3 separate regions of the Mus musculus genome follow, and regions 1 and 2 are each linked to region 3. A link is a contact called in public targeted proximity ligation data. All regions are on one chromosome and are shown on one strand. The core of a region is the stretch at or near the end of the contact, and the rest is flanking DNA. Distances in the headings are between cores, read along the strand shown. Region 1 overlaps Gm36914 (a long non-coding RNA gene). Region 2 has its middle 45 kb from the start of Gm41835. Region 3 has its middle 83 kb from the start of Pten.

Region 1 (4,257 bases), core at 57-2,556, 130 kb before region 3:
TAACTATTCTAAGAACAGGACAGTATAAAAATAGGACAAGATGATAATTTTAAAAATTTTTTTAAGAACCGAGCCTACTTGGTCGGTATGTTTTTCCATACCTGCTCCTCAATAAAATACCATTTTTCTCTTCCTCTACCGTGGTACACTTTCTTAGATTATACCACATATTGTTCCCTCTTCTCTATGCCAGAATCATTTCATAGCCCAGAAGTGAGTTTCTGCAGTATGCCAACTTCTGTCCTGCAAGGTGGGCTAGATCATCTCTTTCCCTCATTAGATCTTAAGCTTCTTTGCACTTCCCTTAATGACCCTCACAATACCTATGAAAAGCTTTGAGCAGGGTAGTCCTTAGTAATTGCTTGCCACATGGGGGTGAGGGGGGAATGAAGTAATGAATGAACAAATGAACCAGCTTTTACCCAGTGCCCCTGGAAACAGATTATTTGATATCAAAGATTAATGCTTCCCTTAGATTCAAGCTGCTGGAATCACTTAATTTCTTTGTATTTGGTCCACATGTGAAATTCCAACCAACATCAAATGAAAGTTTGATTAAACAGATCAGAAACAGCATGTGGGATAGCTGTCAATCCCCCTGAGGCAAGATGTGAGTCTGGAAACCAGAAGACCAGGACACTGCAGAGCCGAGGGCATTCAAAGGAGCCTAGGTTTTGCCTGTGCAAAAAAAAAAAAAAAAAAAAAAAAAAAAACCTAACCCAAAGTGTCCATCAACCCCCCCAAAACAAACAGCTAAGCTCAGAGCCCCATCAGTATTTGCACCTTGTCTTCCGGTTGTGACTGTCTTTGTATCCTGAGTTCCACTTCTCTGTTCATTCCTAGGCTGACTCCCCATCTTAAGGGACATGGCAACGGAGAACTCGGTGCTTTCGGGAAAAAGAAAAAAAAATTATAAGCTGAGAAGGCAAAGCTGACAGAGGAGTTTCCACTTTTGAGCTTCTTCTGGCTTCTCAGAAGCCCGTGTTGCCCTTGAAGCTAGTTTCCTAGAGTAGGGGAGGTTCCTGGGAGTCTGCAAGCCACCGCAGTTATCTGGTTAGCGATCAGAAGGTTCTTGGTGCTGCCCCAGCTGGGATTCCTTCCAAACCATGTCTGCACCACCTGTAACTCTTCACTCCACTAGCTTGCCAGAGACCATCCCAAGCCTGGGGGAATGTGGGGCGCTGCCATTCCACAAAGAACCACCAGCCAACCTTGGCTGAAGAAGGACAACCGTGTACATTGCAAAGGAGTTGGAGCTTCCAGCTAAGGGCACCTAGCCAGGCCTGGTATGCAAATCTGGGATTTGTGCCCAGGGAACCTGCCCCAACTTGCCCAGGAGAGAGCAAGGCCAGAAGAGGATGGGAAAGGTTCTCATTCTCCACCTCCCCCAAGCCCCAGCCAGCCCCAGCCAGCCCCAGCCAGCCCCAGCCAGCCCCAGCCAGCCCCAGCCAGCTCCAGCCAGCTTCACCCAGTTTCAGAAGCCTTTGAAGTTCTGGGCCAGGAGGTATGGCCAGTATAGATCTGGGGATGTTTGTTTGTTGTGAGTTGTTCTATTTTTCGGTATCTTGATCTCTAGAAGACACAAGCTTTGGAAATAGAAGTCTAGTTCAATCTTGGCCTTGTACTGGCTTTATAAGCCAAAGAAAGGTTCTCTGAACCTTTGTGTTATCTGAAATTTTTAATAACCCTAACCTAGAGAATCAAACCCTCAGCGCTGTTGAAATTTTAGTCTAGTTATTAGTTTAGGGGTAATTGGGTCCCTGCCCACTAGACACCAGAACTCTCACCCTCCCACTTATGACAGCTAAAACCAATTTCAGACACTGACAAACTATTCTCCAAGGGAAGAGACTAAATTACACCCAGCTGAGAACCAGTTACCTAACTCAATCTGTAGGTTTGTGTTGCGCACATTTTATTGTAAATCCGGAGTCCGGTTCTTATGAGCAAATGCAAGAACACTTGAGGATTCGTAATTGGTACTGCAAACTCTTCTCCCCACATTTCCCCTCTCCCCCACTGCTTCAGCACTCATCCAAATCCACAGATAGCCACTTCCAGGAGCCCTGAGCCTCTCTGGCATCAAAGTGCAGTGAGTCTGAGCACAAAGCAAGGTGCAAGTTTATCCCTCAGAAGTAGACATGAGAGACAGTAACAAGCCAGCTTCCTAGCTCTTCGATAAGCCCGAGGTGTGTTCTACTCCTTTCAGGAGTATCCAGTGAGACCACAGTGGGAACTGGCTTCCCAGTCTCACCTTCTGCTCCCCAACTTATTCCCTAGGCTTGCTTCCCAAATGCTTTCACAACATCCTCTGCCATTCATGGTTTTTAAAATAATAAACTAAGACATAAAAACTGTACCTCTTATTTCTATCAGTATTTTATTTCTCATTCACCAGGTTTCTTATTAGTTCTTAGCTGGATTGTAGGGTTTCGAAACTGTAATGTTTTGTTTTTGTCTTTTAAATTCTTATGATAAGTCAGAATAACTGATCTGCTAAAATGAGGGTCTTAACAGAGGCAGATAAGAGTCTGAAATTCTTATTTCTCAGTTTGACTTAGACCTCATCTATCCCTTTCACCCTCACCCAAAACACACACACACAAACTCACACTCATACAAAGTTGTCAGTTGTTGATTTACAGGAATAAGGATAACATGACAGCCTCTTTGAAGCATTGTTTCAAAGGAAAAACCAAAGTTTTTGTTAACAAAAAAGCATCATTTTTCTGAATCCCTAAAATGAGTTGGGCATTGAAGGTATATTCAAAATGATGCCATGGACCCTTACTGCAAGCTCTCCACTCTCTGGAGATTAATGAGCAAGCCCAAGATTACAGAAGTGTAGCAGATGCAGAAAAGGTCTACCTTCATTCACAGAGATCAGAGATACCACGTGGAGGAGGTCAGGCTCCAGCAGCCTGAATTTAGGACCTGCTGGCATCAACAGGGAAGAGACCTCAGAAACAGCTCCCAGATTCAGATAAATAGAAACATAGGCACCACGTAGCACACTGTCTTGGGAACTCACAGGTAATGCCCAGGTTGAATATGTGTCTTCGGGAATCATCAGGGCCAGCTAAGTGTTGAGAGAGGAAGATGCAGAGGAAAACAGACTGAGCCATGAAGCCCCTGCCTAATGTGCTATTTTAAGAAGTTTGATGTGTATCCTTTATTGATAACGTAGGCAGACACCTCTTCATCTTTCTGTTGCAGTGACTACTCTAGGTCAAAGGTATTAATTATGTGACTCATGATTTCAAGGATTTTAGTCCATGGTCTCTTGGCTGTACTGCATCTGGACACATAGAATGGTAGGAAAACACAGAGTGGTGAGGCAATGCCAAGATGCTCACCTCGCTGCAGTCAGGAAGCAAAGAGAAGCAGAATGACAGCATCCAGGGTTCCAACAGCCCCCTCAAAAAACCTCCTTCATGACCTAACTTCCTCTAGGATCCACTTCCTTAAGGTTTCACTACCTCCTGAGCAAGTCATTAGCACATAGACTCCGAGAGACATTTAAGATCCAAATCGTAACAGTAGCTAAAGATCTTAAGTGAAATTCTCTTAGTAATTTAACAAATACTAGCAGCTTCTACTGTGTAGAATCTGTGGTCTTGCGTCCCAGCATCATAGCAAGGAAAAAGACACTAGATTGATGTCAAATACGGTCTGGTGTGCTCTTTAGAAGAAAGTTGTATGACATCACGGAGTGTGAGAGAGAGGACGATCCTTACAGTGATTCAACTCTGCAACCATCAAGCACTAAGCACCCGGCTATGCACCGGCTCATGCATCAAGAGCAGCCTGTTTGGCTCTCGGGAAATGACAGTTATAAGGTAGAAATGACCTCTGAGACAAAACATCTTAACAAATGCCAGATATGCTATCTGAAAAGCAACAGATTCTCACACAATGCTATATATCTCTTGAATTTTGTCAGGAAGGAAGCCTATTTGGACTCTATCTCACAAAGTCTTTCACGAAGAATCAGTCAAAAACGTCCTAACACAGTAGATAAGTAGGTCTTTTACCAACTGCAACTCTCACTCAGTCAAACTTCCCCCAGTCCTTGAATAACCTGTTAATGGTGGTTTACTTAACAAGAAGACCCATTCTACAACTGCATTAATTATCCCCAGTTCTTCTTCAGTCATTACATCATCTACATCCCACGCTGAAACCTGAAAGGATATGAATGCTGTCTTTTTTCTCTCTGTTTTATGAGAGGCTTTCTCATCGCCAACCCATGATAAT
Region 2 (4,340 bases), core at 231-2,730, 190 kb before region 3:
TGTTCAATAACAAAAATGGACTTTCCAATGCACATCCAGCCACAATCAATGAGATTAGGAGCTAGACCTTAACATCTGTGAGCCCCCACGAAAGGGATGCTGCGTGGGGACCACCTTAAAACTCTACTCGAAACTACAAGTGAGATCCTGAAACCTACCAAACTACAGAGCTCTCAAAGAATTGTTAAAAGACTACAAGTGCAAACATTTTTAAATAAAGGTCAGATGATCCTAAAATACTCTGTTCTTCCTAACGGTATTGTTCAGCTGGAGACTAGAGTCATCGTGCCTATTGTGCCTTTCCTAGAAGTGGGAGCTAGCTTTTCACAGTTAAATAATTCATTTCACAAGGAGCCCCCAAAGACACTCCAGTTAGTATTTAGGTGAAGGATGTGCGACGTCACCCTCAGCTGCTTTGTCTGGACCGTTTACACAGGGCTCCCTCAGCGAAGTCCAGTCCTCTTGGTGTCCAGGCCAGCGGCAAGCTACAGAATCATGCACTCTGCTTAACTATGATATAATAGTCCATGTAAAAACCCTCATTTTTCAAAATGGCTGCTGTAAAATAACACATTTAAAATCAGAAATGCCATATTAACAACTTAGTAAATAAATAAATAGATAAATCCCACTAAAACTGTCACAACAAGAAGGAGGTCTCAAGGAGACTATGCCTCATGAGCTCATTAAAATATATTTTTTCTCATCTGCATATATAGATATATGAAGTTGAGTAAAAGAATTAGATCCACTGAGTTTCAGTAATTTAAATGAAATGTATAGACTTTAACATATAGCAGAAATGTTTTCTTGATTTTTACTTTTTAATGAAGGGCTGCTTGAAGCCATTTTATATATAGAATATGTCAAGCATATTTTTTCCAGAGATTGTGTTTGAATAAAGAACATAGCATGTCACAGAAGTATTGCAAGCACACCCCTTTGGTTTTTATATTTTTATTTTGTATTATATTTTTATTTTGTATTATATTTTTATTTATCACTTATAATATTATAAATGATATTATAATATTATTTATATTATATAGTTATAGTATGGCTTTATATGGAAGTCTAAGCATCCATGAACACAAAATATGCCTTATTGTACAAATGTCACTATTGTCCATATCAAAGAATCAGCTGAGAGTTTTCAGAATTGGACCTGGATCTGATAGTGAGAAACTGAAAAGTAATTTGGATTGGGAAAAAAGAAAATTACTCCGAACTACTCAGAGTCACTCCAAATAAAAATGTTATATGAAACCGGCTTGTGTTGGCCTAGGTGAGCAAGTTTACACTTTGGTTGTTAATATTAACCGTTAATCTCAGGGCTTTAACACAGAAAGACTCGTTTCTCAGTCTCCGTTAGACCAAGGATACAGTCTGCTTGCATTTTATAGCTGTGAATCCAGGAACACATCATTTCCCATGCTACAGCAGAGAGTGCAGGGTAGGTTACTCATCAGCTCCTAAGTGCTTCAGCCTGCTGGCCAGGGGTGTAGGAGAACCACCTCGAGATAACCTGTCTTAGCACAAGCTAGAGCCTCCCTCTACCATGTCAGTGCTTCAGAAGCTAAAGGATAGACCCGCCATTCACAGAGAGTTCTCACCAGGCTCCTTCAAGACTCCGATTCCCACATCAACGCTCATTGCCACAACAAAAAATCCTAAAGCCTTGTGACCATTTGTGGGGTGATTTACCCCCATAAAGAGCACACACCAATGTTTTCCCTGCTGGAGGACAGGGTTCTGTATGGACACATTTCATAGCTCCAGGAGGACCTGGTTAGGCAGCCACCAGCTTTGAGTGCTCACTGTGGTCAAAGGAGTTTTGTTCTTTCCCACACAGAGTTTGCTTTGTGTCACTGCATTCTATTTTAGGACATGGGTGTGCTTACATTAAATTGATGATTCTCTCTAGAAAGAACACATGGAATGTGTAATGCTGCTTTCGTTCTTAACAGCTTCCGTGAAATAAGGCTGCTGGATCCCCTACTATTCCCAGAAAAAAAGGGGGGGGGGAGGGTAGATTATTCTGGGCTTTAGATCTTCCTTGTTTTGTTTAAGCTCTCTCTCTCTCTCTCTCTCTCTCTCTCTCTCTCTCTCTCTCTCTCTTCTCTCTCTCTGCCATGAAAAAAATCTCCATATAACATTTTCCAAAAGGGTTAGCCAAGAACACATCCGAAACAGGAAGTGTTGCATGTGTTACCATTTAGCATGGATATATCACTTAAACATACCAGCATTATAGAGTGCTTCCCCCAGCAGTGTAAGCTCCTGCCCAGGGTGCTGGACAAGTGTCCAGGGTTCTTTTCCTTCTCCTGAGCACCTCCATGTTGCAACCTTGATGGAGTTCCACAAAGAACTCAGGAAGGGATGGACAGAGGTGACAGGCGCAAACCCGTTTTCTTGGAGAAAAAGCAGGGTAAGAGTGTGTGTATTGAACAGTGAGGTGCGAGTAATTAGAGATCTATTTCTATGAAATATCACTTATGGGGACATTAACTCCATTCTGAGGGTTTGTAAAAGCTGTAAGTAGGACTAAGAATGTATGCTTGCCTTGTATGTATATAAAACCCTGGTTTCAGTCCCTAGCATCTCACAAATCAATTGTGGTATTATTCACCTTTAGTTCTAGCACATTAATTCTTATGGATGTTTAATTCATAAGTTGTGAGTAGGATGACCAGCTGTTCAAGGTCTTCCCTGCCAAATAGCCAGATACATGAGATAAAACGTTGTCTTAAAAAAAAAAAAAAAAAAAAAAAAAAACCTGTACATGCAGATCTTACCCTGGTTGTTCTGATAATGCGTCAGTCGGTCTTCTTAGTAGAGGACTACTAGGGAGTGGTGGATGGATGGAGAAGGATGGGTACGAGAGGGAGGTAGAGACCATAGATGTGATAAAGCATGCAATCTGTGTGTATGGAAATGTCACAGTGAAGTCTTCATATTGATGTGTATAACTAATTGGCAATACTAATTATACTCACGAAGGAACGGTCTTCTAAGATTCTCTTTAACCACCAGGCTCCCTCACTTAATCTCTAGTCTCCGCTCCTCTATTAGAAAGGGATGGATGGGTTTGGTTCGAGTTCTGCTTAAATTTTCAGCTTATGTCTTATGTTCAAATTGAAAAGTGTCCTTATCTCTTTTAACAGCAGATTTAATCTTACTTATTTTCCTTGTCTCCTCTGGTCAACCCCAGTTATGTCTGGACTTCTTTCTTTTCTTTTCTTTTTTTTATTATTACGTATTTTCCTCAATTACATTTCCAATGCTATCCCAAAAGTCCCCCACACCCTCCCCCTCCCCACTCCCCTACCCACCCATTCCCATTTTTTGGCCCTGGTGTTCCCCTGTGCTGGGGCATATAAAGTTTGCCTGTCCAATGGGCCTCTCTTTCCAGTGATGGCCGACTAGGCCATCTTTTGATACATATGCAGCTAGAGACAAGAGCTCCGGGGTTAGTTCATAATGTTGCACCTACAGGGTTGCAGATCTCTTTAGCTCCTTGGATACTTTCTCTAGCTCCTCCATTGGGGGCCCTGTGATCCATCCAATAGCTGACTGTGAGCATCCACTTCTGTGTTTGCTAGGCCCCGGCATAGTCTCACAAGAGACAGCTATATCTGGGTCCTTGCATCAAACACTTGCTAGTGTATGCAATGGTGTCATCGTTTGGAGGCTAATTATGGGATGGATCCCTGGATATGGCAGTCTCTAGATGGTCCATCCTTTTGTCTCAGCTCCAAACTTTGTCTCTGTAACTCCTTCCATGGGTGATTGTTTCCAATTGCAGTTCAGTAATACTTTCCAGAACAGAAGAGACCACCTTCCTGAATATTTTAACAGAAACGATTGCTCCACTAAAACTACCTGGGCAAATCCAGATCAGTGCAGTGTGTGGCAAAGTTTTATTTTAAAAGATGTTGATTTAAATTATATTGGTTTTGTAAGTCAATGATACAGTAACACTGTATCTTATCTTTTCAAGTTACTAACTATCCTTTCTTCCTTCCTTTCTTCCTTTTTCCTTCCTTTCTTTCTTTTTTCTTTCTTTCTCTCTTCCTTCCTTCTTTCTTTCCTTCTTTTAATTTCTCATGATTTACAAGGTCTTGAAATATCTACAATAAGTTTAACACTACAACAGTTAGTTGATCCATAGGGATTTGTCATAGACTATGTCCTCTAGATTAAAAAAAAAAAAAAAAACTTAATTTCCAGACAGTCCTTAGGTCACAGACTTGACCAAATGATCTGTGGACGGTGCATTAGAATCCTACTATAAAGATACAGAGACCACGGGAAGGTGTTCAGCAGGTGTTAAATGGTGA
Region 3 (4,059 bases), core at 373-2,872:
CTTCACCGACATTGAAAAATATAATCTTGAATTTCATACAGAAACATGAACACCCAACAGAGCCAAATGAACTGCTAGACGTATTATTATCCCAGATACCAAGTTTATGCTACCAAGCTGTGGTGATTAAAAACAGCGTGTCACTAGCATTAAAAACAAAATCATTGATCGAAAGAATAGGACTGAGGTCATACCTATAAGTCTGCACTCTTACAGCCAGCTGAGTTTTGACAGAGAGGTCAATAATACACATTAGCAAAAACTATAGCGTCTTCAGCAAACGGTGCTGGTTAACCTGAAGAGCTATACGGTAGAGAAGTGAAACCAGACTCTTATTTCTCATTGTGCACAAAACAAGGACATCAAGACCTTAACCTAAGACCTGATGCTGTAAATCTGATAAAGGGGAAAGCAGGCAGTTTGCACACAGAGAGCACTTTCTGAGCAGGACTAACAATTGACAAGTAGTTATCAGGAAAATTCAAATGAAAAATTTCTTGGAATTTCATCTTACCGCAATCGGGATGACTAAGATAAAGAACTAAAAAAAACAAAACAGCATGCACACACACACAAATGCTGGTGTGGGTGGATATAGGGAAAGGGAACACTTATTCACTGCTAATGGGAATGTAAATTGGCACAGCCCCTATGGAAATCAGTGCGGAAGTTGCTCAAAACGCTAGAAACAGATCTACCATATGATCCAGGTATACCACTCTTGGATAACTATAGATACCCAAGGGACTCCATATCCTACTATAGAAGTATTTGCTCGTCCCTGTTCATCACAATAGCTATGAAATGGAAACAGCCTAGATGTCTATCACCTGATAGACGGTGAAAATGTGCACATTTACACAATGGAATATTATTCAGGTGTTAAGAAAAATGAAATTTGAGGTAAATGGATGGAGACAATTATTCTGAGTAACGTATCCTGAACCCAAGAAGACAAACTGTATGCTTTCTCTCATTTGTGGATGTAAGGGTTGAATTTTCAGATACGTGTTTCATTTGGGATACTCAACGAGGCCATGGAATTATCAAGGATTAAAAAAAAACAGAAGAAGAAGGGTAAATGGGGTAGGGGAGGGAAGGGCAGAGTAGAGGAGGGAGCACAGGAGGAAGGACAGACACTAAAGATATCACATGGGAACTATTGGAGACGTTTCCCACCCTAGCTTTGAACCTTCACAGTGACTTAAACTCCCTGGTTCCTGTGGGGCTCCACAGTCTCATTGCCCCAGTCTGGTCCTGTTGCACCGAAACTATCAGAAATTCCATGAATTTTGCGGAATGTCGTTGGCCCCATTCTTCAGTTTCAAAACAAGTAAGTTTGGGTTATTTTGCTTTTATGCCTCCTGGTCATATTAATTCTGAGAAAAGCCTCAGCAGCTCATACGCACATTAGCTAGCATCCTTCCAGGAAGTCCGTGGCAGCTGACTTAGTTCTCCTAACTGGGCTTCACTCATCTCCCAACATTCTTATAAAGATGGTGACTATAAATATATTAAAAAATAAACACTTTCAAATTAAAAACAGCTTATGTTCTGGTGCGTGCTAGATAGCATTCCCCTGGTCCTAGTTTGACTCATCCATTTACTGTTAATAAGAATGTTTCAAATTCTAATGCCAACAAAATGTGGTATACCTACAAAAGTTACATTTTCTTGAGTCATGAAAAGGAATGAAGTACAACGCATGAAACTTTAAAACAAGTGGAAGAAGGCAGATACAAAAAGCCAAATTTGTATGATTCTATTTATATGAAATGTTCAAAATATAAAATTTATATGTAAATATAAATCTACAGTAAATTATTGGTTTCCAGGGTGGTGAAGGAGAGTAGTGGTGACAACTCATGCACAGAGAATGTCAATGTTTTGAAATTAGAAAGGAGTGGTGACTGTACCATGCTCTAACTACACATTAAATATATTGAATATATAACTATATATTACAACTCCATAAAAAAAGTATAGTGACATCTTCCTGGGGCTTAAGACCTGATGACAAATTTCAAGTCATATTTATACAGAAACTACCACATTGATGGTTATACAGAAGATATCACTTCCTAAACTTACCAAATCTATAGTTTTTTGTTCCAATAATGAAACTAATATATTATAAAATGGTCAAAGAAAATGGAGTTCTGAAATGTATGTAATATTATCCTTTGTCAAAAAGAAAAAAATTTGCATGATCATAAAATACCTTTAGGCAATACATAAAAATTGATAACAGTAGTTGTCTCAAATGTATAACAAGATGATGGGGCCTTTTGGCTGTGTGCTCTGATTTTAAATGATAATCAAAGTGCTTCTATAGTAACTTGAAATTATATTAATATCGTATTACAACATAATTCAGACTTATAATAAATGCTCTCTCCAACTACAATTGTGGATATGTCTATTTTTATCGTCAGTTCTAGTAACCTTTTTCATATAGTTGATACTCTGCTATTAGATATATGCACATTAAAAGTAGCTATGGCTTCTTATAACCCTTTACCGTTAAGATCTCCTTAAGCCTTTTAACATTCCTTGGTTTTAACTATATGGCACTTCAGCTTTCTGTTTCACAGTTACATAGTATTGCTTTCTCATTCTTTCCTTCTGAACCCTTCTGCATTTTTATGAGAGTGTGTTTGTGTGTGCTGGGATCCTTTAGTAGATCAGTAAGGGCTCTTAACCTCCTTTCATCCTGCTCTCTGGATTTCTATATAAAAAGTCAATTGTAGATAGCATATAATTATGGTTTTCTCTTTCTCCAATCAGATACTTGTTGCCTTTTAATTGGATGTTTAAAAACACTTATTCTTAGTCTTTTATTGACATGATCAAACTTTAAATGACCTCATTAGCATTGTTTCATGCTTTATGCTTCCCTTTTTTTTCCCCTGACTGTGGTATTTTTTAATCATTACATTTACTTTCACTAGTAATTTAATTGCTATGACTTCTTGTTCTCAATGTAGTGTTGTTTTTAGGACTTGCAAATTACATTTTTTAAAAAAAATCATAGTTATCTACAAGTCTTATATCACCTCAAATACAGTGTAAGCACTTTACAACTGTATAGCTTATAGCCTCTGCCCATTTTTGTATCACTGCACTAATTATAAATGTCATAAATTTCATAGCACATCATCACCAAATACTCACTAATCAATATTTAATTTTCTATGTAAAATTTGGCGGTCATACTACTGAGATAATAGATCAAATCAAGGCACAGATGTTTATTAGAGCATTTATTAAAATATTTGTGTGCTGCACATGCCTGTGCACACAGAGACACCAGAAAAGTATCAGGTGTCTTCCTGCATAACTCTACATCTCGTTCCTCTGAGGCAGAGTCTCTCCCTGAACCAAGACCTCATGGTTTTGTTTTCAGTTTTGTTTTTTCTAGGCTGGCAGCCAATGAGCACTCTGATCTTCCTGTCTCTGTCACCATGAATGCTGGTGTTACAGGGACACAGAAGACCATGTCCAGCCTCTACTTGGGTGAGAGGCTCATGTAGCCCTTAGTGGCATGCCCCTACCTACTGAGCCATGTCTCCACAATGAAGTATTTTCTAAATGAGATTCACATATATACCAGAGTACCTTAAGCAAACTGCTTGCCATGGTGAGGGTGTGATTCAGACAGTTAAGACCTTAGTAGGACAAAAGAGAAAATCTTGCCCAGAAGGAATTCTGCCAGCTTTTGAGTATGATGGTTATTTTATGTGGCAAGGCCACTGGGTCACGGATGTCCAAATATTTGGTTAGACATTGTTCTCAGAGTGTCTGTGGGCATGTTTCTGGGTGGTATTAATGGCTGAATGGTGGTCTGGCTGCTCTAATATGAGTGAAACTCACAATCTGTCCAAGGCCTGAAAAGAATAAAAAGAATTCTGCTGGGTGTGGTAAGTTACGTCTCTAAGTCCTAGCACTCAGAAGGCCGAGGCAGGGTATGAGGACAGCCTGGGCTACATAGTGAAAGTCTGTCTTACAAAAACAATACAAACACAAAAGCAATATGTGTGTGGGTACATATTACATCCC

What was found.
Region 1: a contact with region 3 is called in a targeted proximity ligation map of embryonic fibroblasts, with 8 read pairs. A contact is called at or near these places in 2 of 484 Hi-C or Micro-C datasets (embryonic stem cells and nephron progenitors), 4 of 130 datasets of targeted methods (the NIH/3T3 cell line, embryonic fibroblasts and embryonic stem cells) and 1 of 9 other capture datasets (embryonic stem cells).
Region 2: a contact with region 3 is called in a targeted proximity ligation map of the NIH/3T3 cell line, with 19 read pairs. A contact is called at or near these places in 3 of 484 Hi-C or Micro-C datasets (B cells, bone marrow-derived macrophages and embryonic stem cells) and 2 of 130 datasets of targeted methods (the NIH/3T3 cell line and embryonic fibroblasts).

Annotation. Positions count from the first base shown.
Region 1 is chr19:32,971,975-32,976,231 of GRCm38.p6, reverse strand. Gm36914 (a long non-coding RNA gene) reads right to left here. Exons shown (of 4, transcript XR_877816.2): 3 at 784-887; 4 at 609-678. Gm36860 (a long non-coding RNA gene) reads left to right here. Exons shown (of 3, transcript XR_877814.3): 2 at 844-4,257. Among named protein-coding and RNA genes, the nearest start is that of Gm36860, 6.2 kb to the left of the region's middle.
Region 2 is chr19:33,027,786-33,032,125 of GRCm38.p6, reverse strand. No RefSeq gene overlaps it. Among named protein-coding and RNA genes, the nearest start is that of Gm41835, 45 kb to the left of the region's middle.
Region 3 is chr19:32,838,059-32,842,117 of GRCm38.p6, reverse strand. No RefSeq gene overlaps it. Among named protein-coding and RNA genes, the nearest start is that of Pten, 83 kb to the right of the region's middle.